2 separate regions of the Ovis aries genome follow, and region 2 is linked to region 1. Evidence: chromatin contacts called from public Hi-C data. All regions are on one chromosome and are shown on one strand. Each heading gives the region's core, a stretch centred on a gene start, on an enhancer-like site or on the middle of the called end of the contact. The rest is flanking DNA. Distances are from core to core; before and after follow the strand shown. Region 1 overlaps SCARA5 (scavenger receptor class A member 5). Region 2 holds the start of SCARA5 (scavenger receptor class A member 5).

The links. Hi-C and Micro-C count contacts between places; a contact is called where the count stands out from the background.
Region 2: a Hi-C map of mesenteric adipose tissue shows a contact between it and region 1, with 3 times the contacts expected there. The contact joins the promoter of SCARA5 here to the enhancer-like site in region 1. A contact is called at or near these places in 12 of 16 Hi-C or Micro-C datasets (blood, hypothalamus, liver and 6 more).

What each region holds. Positions count from the first base shown.
Region 1 is chr2:102,263,273-102,266,625 of ARS-UI_Ramb_v3.0, forward strand. The region is part of intron 8 of SCARA5 (scavenger receptor class A member 5); the gene reads right to left. Among named protein-coding and RNA genes, the nearest start is that of PBK, 28 kb to the left of the region's middle. Within about 2 kb of position 1,964, at least 6 of the 54 cell types and tissues checked have an H3K27ac peak or open chromatin away from gene starts, as enhancers often do. A contact at or near this core is called in tail adipose tissue, where this site is marked.
Region 2 is chr2:102,392,411-102,395,579 of ARS-UI_Ramb_v3.0, forward strand. It overlaps SCARA5 (scavenger receptor class A member 5), which reads right to left and starts at 1,377. Exons shown (of 9, transcript XM_004004436.6): 1 at 1,043-1,377. The region is part of intron 2 of LOC132659185 (a long non-coding RNA gene); the gene reads left to right.

The DNA.
Region 1 (3,353 bases), core at 714-3,213:
GCTGAATATTCAGACAAGACATAATCAGCGGCACAATGTCAGAGAGATCTAACTCGGACAGATCCAGCACCCCATAACCAAATATCTGTGTCGACATCACCTCCAGTATTTTAAAATTTTAAGCTGATGGTCTCACACAATGAGCTTCAAACAGTAGTCCTTGGAATGACAGCAGATCTCAGAAATTAACATTATCACCACACAAATATATTATGACAGGCGGAAGCATCCGTAACCATAAGCAACTAGGTCAGTTCCCAAAATACAAGGTCGCTAAGACAATCCAGCTGAGTTTTGCCCACCTGTTCACCCCACCCTGTTCACTCAGCTCGTAGGAGGACCACCCTGATGGTCTAAAGGTGCCCATGCAAGGAGTCTTTAGTTGGTTTTCCCAGGATTGTACCCGAGTCTCAAGAGACACAGACTTGGCACTGAGGTCTTCAATGAACGTCAAGGGAATAGGTCAGCTGGGTGTGGCTTCAAGGGAATGGAGAGGGCTTGTTTGGGGTCAGCGGAGAGGGGAGAAGTCACCTGGAGCCCCCACTGATGAACTGGCAGGGCCATCAACCATGTTCTGGTGGGTTCTCTGGGCTGATGGCCAAGCCACATCTTTAATGGTGGGAGCTCACTCGGGAGCCCTCTGGAATGCTGCCTGAGCTTCAGGGCTCCCATCTCCCATGGAGTCATTATCTTAGAGCTTCGCTACTCAAAGTGTGATCCTAGATCAGTAGCATCAGAGTTTGTTAAAAATACACAACCTCATGCCCTGCCCAGGACCTACTGAACCAGAATCTACATTTGAACCAAGTGGTCCTGCACTGAAGTTTGAGAAGCACTGGTACAGCAGAAATAGGGCTTTACAACAAGCAGGACAAATCTCAAGTCTCAGCCCATCCAGGAGGACCATTTCAGTTGTAAAAGTAGGAGGGGATTCCCAGGATGTGAGACTTTTGGTGCTGAAGCTAAGTAAACGGAGAACCTACTTGTAACTTACTTGTTACGTTCAAGAGCTGGTATCAGAAATCATGGGGTTGAAGGTCAGAAACTGCGTTCCAATATTGCCATGTCAATCTGGGCGAGTTAAACGAGGTAATTGTGTTTAGCCGCTATGTAGTATCCAACTCTTTGCAACCTCTTGGACTGTAGCCCACCAGGCTCCTCTGTTCATGGGATCGCCCAGGCAAGAATACTGGAGTAGGTTGCCATTTCCTTCTCCAGGGGAATCTTCCTGACCGAGGGATTGAACCCGAGTCTCCTGCCTTGGCAGGCAGATTCTTCACTGCTGAACCACAAAGGAAGCCCAAACGAAGTAACAGTTCCTGTATTTTAAAGGGCTTTGAAATGCATCAAAACCCTACACGAAAGGCAGTTCAGGGATCCTAGCATCTGATCCTGGCACCATGCCTCTTTGTCCCGTCTCTCGGCAGCCAGACAACCTCTCCTTTTAGAGGAATTGTCGGGTATTGTTGTTGTTTAGTTGTTAAATCATGTCTGACTCTTTGAGTATTAAAATCCTTAAAACCTGTCACTCACCCTTGGACTGCATGGGAAATCCTTTTACAAAGCACATCCAGGGAATAACTAAACCATTTTGCTGCCCAGTAAGAAGCTCCAATATTTTGGCCACTGATACAAAGAGCCAACCCTTTGGAAAAGACTCTGATGCAGGGAAAGATTGAGGACAGGAGGAGAAGGGGGCGGCTGAGGATGAGATGGTTAGATGGCATCACTGACTCCATGGACATGAGTTTGAGCAAGCTCCGGGAGATAGTGAAGGACAGGGAAGCCTGGGGTGCTGCAGTCCATCGGGTGACAGAGTCGGGCATGACCGAGCGACTGAGCAACAACAAATTGATTGCAAGGACTTAGTGGTTTGGACATATTTTTGTTAGGCTGAGATATTCATCATCTGCTCAAGGGATTGCAGAGCAGTGAACTAGGGGACAGGGCTGGGAGGAGAGATCTCTTTCTGCTGTCTTTGTTAATGTTATTTGTTCATCACAGCCTCTTCCCTGGCCGGATACAGTGTGCCTCTTACACAATAAGCCCTTTGAGGCTGAGCAAAAATTCTCAGATTAAATGTCTCCTGGAAAACACATCAGTTTACAAATTAGCCAGGAAAAGGCTGCAGACCCAAGAGCTCCGTGGGATTAGTCACACCCAAAACAAATAAAGCAGCAAATGAAGGAGACTGACAAATACAGAACAGGCCCGAGGTTACCAGTCCTAACGCGTCCACAGGATCACGGAACTCCAAACTCTAGCTGGGGTTAGGTTAGGGAGTTCTAGCTAATGTTCAGTCATGGAAGAGCTAATAAAATGAGGACAGGGTTGTTAAATCAGCAATGCTCATATCGGCAGTTATTGGGACATCACTAAAGGGGCCAGTGAACTCAGATCATCTCTGCTCCCCACGAGTCAGAGAGGCTAGAACTCTCATGAGTCCAGATACCAATCATTGTGTCAGCTGACATCCATGAGAGCTGACACTTGACACTCATTGTGTGGCCTGAGCACCAGGAGGTCAGTATCACCCGGGAGCTCATCAGCAATGCAGAGTCTTGGGCCCACTGCAACCTGAACCTGGGTTTGATTCCTGCGTTGGGAATATCCCCTGGAGGAGAGCACGGCAACCCACCCCAGTATTCTTGCCTGGAGAATCCCATGGACAGAGGAACCTGGGGGGCTACAGTCACAGACAGTCGGACACGACTGAAGCGACTAACACACTGTATCTTAGCAGCACCTCCACCAGTCAGCATGCCTTCAAGTCTGAGAGCCCTGCTCTAGAGTAGGCCTGCTCCTCCATGCTGGTTCTCTCTGAGCTCCATAACAAGCCCCATTATGGAGCAGGAAGGGGGTTCTCTGTTCCCCGACTTTAGAGTCAGAAAACTGAAGCTACACGGTGAAGTTTTATCTTATGGAGGCAAAACTGGGACCAGAGGCCAGGTCTTCTGACACTTGGAGCCTCAGGGGCTGTTGGAATGTGAGGGGATGGTTGGGATGAGTAAGCAGAGATTTTATTTTATTCTCATCATTCATTCATTCAGTATTGAAGTGTCTACTCCATGCTCAGCGCTCTTCTGGTGTTTGGGCTACATTAGTGAACAGAAAATGATTTTTAAAAAAAACCCACTGCTGGTAAGAATATAAATTGGTGGAGAATAGTATGGAGGTTTCTCAAAAAACGAAAAATAGAATTACCATATGATTCAGCAATCCCACTTCAAGGCACATATCCACAAGAAACAAAAACTAATTCAAGAAGATACATGCACCCCAATGTTCACAGCAGCACCATAATTATACAGTTGCCAAGACAGGAGAGCAACCAGTGTTCATCAACAGAGGAT
Region 2 (3,169 bases), core at 127-2,626, 130 kb after region 1:
TGAAATCCAGGCAGGGTGTAGACACCAAAGTGACCTGTGGGGAGTGGGGGCTCAGAGGACATGGGGTCCCAAGCTGATGCCACATCTTATCCCCGGGGAGCTTGGTCTGTCAGCTAACACATCCAGCCTCAGCCTTTGCGATGAGGAGGACACACCTCCCAGCTACAAGGTCTCTGTGAGTCTCATGTGGATCAGGGCACATGGGAGGGCTGTGTGGATGGGGCAGGTAGGGAGATGGTGGTGGAGCCTGGTAACCACCCACGGACCCCCAGCATCTTCTGATCCTGCCAAGCAGCCTGGTACAGGGGTCTCTGGGTTCCCTCAGCCTCCCTCCCACCTAGCTAGTCCCAGAAACAATCCCATTTGGACCCCTTTGCGAAAGCAATTGTGAATGCAGACCAGACCTGAGAGCCATACCTTGATTCTCAAAGCCCCCCTCCAGGCAGCAGCAGGACTCAATCAGTTCTTCCTGCAGAGGGGTGGTGGCCCCAGCCTTGCTGGGTTCCAGCATTTAACGCTACAGGGCTCGTAACTCCTCAAAATCAGATAGGGATCACCGTGAACAAGGTCCTCTCTGGAGAGAGAATTGCTAAGGAGGCTTTGAGCCCTTTCCTCCTCTAACTGTACTCAGATCATCTGAAGCATCACTCAGAACTAGAGAGGTGCAGATGATTTATAAACAAGCTCTGCCTTCCTACGTTCCACTGCTGGGCACACCCACAGGCACACGCATGCACACACATTCACCACACATGTGGAGAGACTGTCACCTGTACCATCTGCTCCCTGAAGAGGCTCTGGCGCTCTGACACAAGCCAGGCAGAGTTGCCACTAAGGCGATCACTTTCTCTGGCTCCCAAATACCCACACTCACCAGCCCAGACAGATGGATGAAAATCTGGCAGATCCCCTAGGCTGACAGTTACAACCTCCCCTCCCAGGACCTGCACCTCCACGCGATGCCCAAACCTGTGCCCTGTGTCCTCCGGCTGCCTTTAGGAAGCCATGCCCAGGTGCTAGGACAGTCAGTGCCCAGACTCACCTGAGTGCCCCCAGTGAAGCTGCAGAACCTGTCCCCTCAGTTCCTGGCATTTGCCATGGTGGCTGGAGAGCTGGCCACTGCCCCCACCCCGAGACCCAGGCAGCCCCTCAGAGCTTGTCCCCACAGCCAGCCGAATCCAGACGGAGTCATAGAGGCTGCCCAGTGCCCAGGGTCTCGGGGATCACTTCTCCAGGAGGATCAGGAGGCAAGACTCAACCTTGTGCCCAAGTGGGAGTCCCTGTCTTGGTGTCTGGCCTCTTTCAGCCTTGGGCAGCGCTCGAGATGTTCTGTGGAGGCACCAGCGGCTCCGCTAGGTACTGACTGAGCTGTGAACTGCAGCTGCACTGGCCGCCAGGCTTTATAAAGTTCTTGGAGCAACTGCGAGGCTCCCCTGGGGCCTAGAATGCATCCTCCCTCTAGTGGCCAATCTCAGCATTACAGCTTCACGCAGGCATGCCTGCTGCGTCTTGGTCTTGGGACTCCACCCTCCTGTTCTAAAGGCTCTGCTCAAGATACTTTTTGGAAAGCTTCTAGTGGAATGGCAGCTAGACCTGGCTTAGGAGCTGCGCAAGGAACCCAGCCTTGTAAATTTATTTATAGGACAGAATTGGCATTGCTCAGTTCATTCACCAAACTTGGGGTAGAATTACTACGTTCTGTGTTTTCTTGGAGGCATATCTACCCGTAAAGGACACAGATTGCCCACACCAGGGAGATTCAGAAGAGGACTCTGAGGGTGCTGAAGGAACTTCCCAAAGTCAGGTTCAATGCAATTCATCAAGGAAGCCAGGGTTTCTGGAGCCCCGACGTTGTACAAGGGTTAGGCTACAGGGGTGAGTGAGAGGAGGCTGCTGTCCTTAGGGGGTCGCAACCCAGGCTGAGAGGCAGGCTTGGACACAGATAACTGTGGCGCTAGTGGTAAGGAACCTAGGAGACATAAGAGACACAGGCTTGATCCCTGGGTTGGGAAGAAACCCTGCAGGAGGGCATGGCGACCCACTCTAGTATTCTTGCCTGGAGAGTCCCATGGACAGAGGAGCCTGGCAGGCTACAGTCCATGGGTCACAAAGGGTGGGACACAACTGAGCGTCTGACCACACACCTGTAAACCTCAGCATAGCTATATTCAATGTGTAAAAACAGGAGCTCTCACCAAAATGTTGAGGGGGTGATTACCTTCATTCAGGTTGAGATGGTGATGGGAGAAGCATCAGAGAAATACTGAAAACAATCTGAACCATGGTACATGGTCAGTTTGTATGTGTGGCCCTTCCCCCGCCTCCCACCCCAGAGACAGAGCGCTGAAGGTCACGTTCACGAACATACGCCTGTTTCTTGGTTACAAATTCAGCCTTAGCACTGGAGCGCCAGACCTCGTACCTGAGAACAGTCTGCCAGGGCTCAGCTCTACCCCCCATCCCACCAAACCACAGCTGAGTCACAGAAGTCTTAGTCACTGTCAGTAACTGCCTCTTGACCGTCCCTGGGAGGGAGCTACAGTGTGGGGCTCCGAGGCTCCGTTTTACTGGAAAAAGCAGTAATTATATCGTAATGATGATGATAATTATAATTGGAGGATAAGGAAGAGGGAGGAGGGGAGAGGATGGGGAGAAAGAGGAGGAGGAGGAGGTGAAAGGGGAAGTGAGAGAAAAACATTTCATCATATGTTCCCTGTGCCAGGCAATTCCAAGTGCTTTTCATATATTAACTCATTTAACCTTGATGGCAACCCTGTCAGGTAGGCACTGCTATTGCTGGTGGTTTAGCCACTAAGTCATGTCCGATGCTTGCAATCCCATGGACTGTAGCCCACAAGGCTCCTCTGTCCATGGAATTCTCCAGGTAAGAATACTGGAGTGCCATTTCCAGTGGGTTGCCATTTCCTCTCCAGGGGCTCTTCCCTTCCGCAGGGATCAAACCAGCATCACTTGCATTGCAGGCAGATTATTTACCAGTGAACCACCAGGGGAGCCCAGGCACTGCTATTATTCCCATTTTATGGAGACAGAGGAAATAGGTGATTTGTCTGCAAGTGCCAGAGCTCGATTCTACTCCAGGCAGTGTGACTGTACAGTCTGTGCCCCCAGCCACTCCCCTAACTGCCTCTGATGAAAAAGAGTGTGTTTC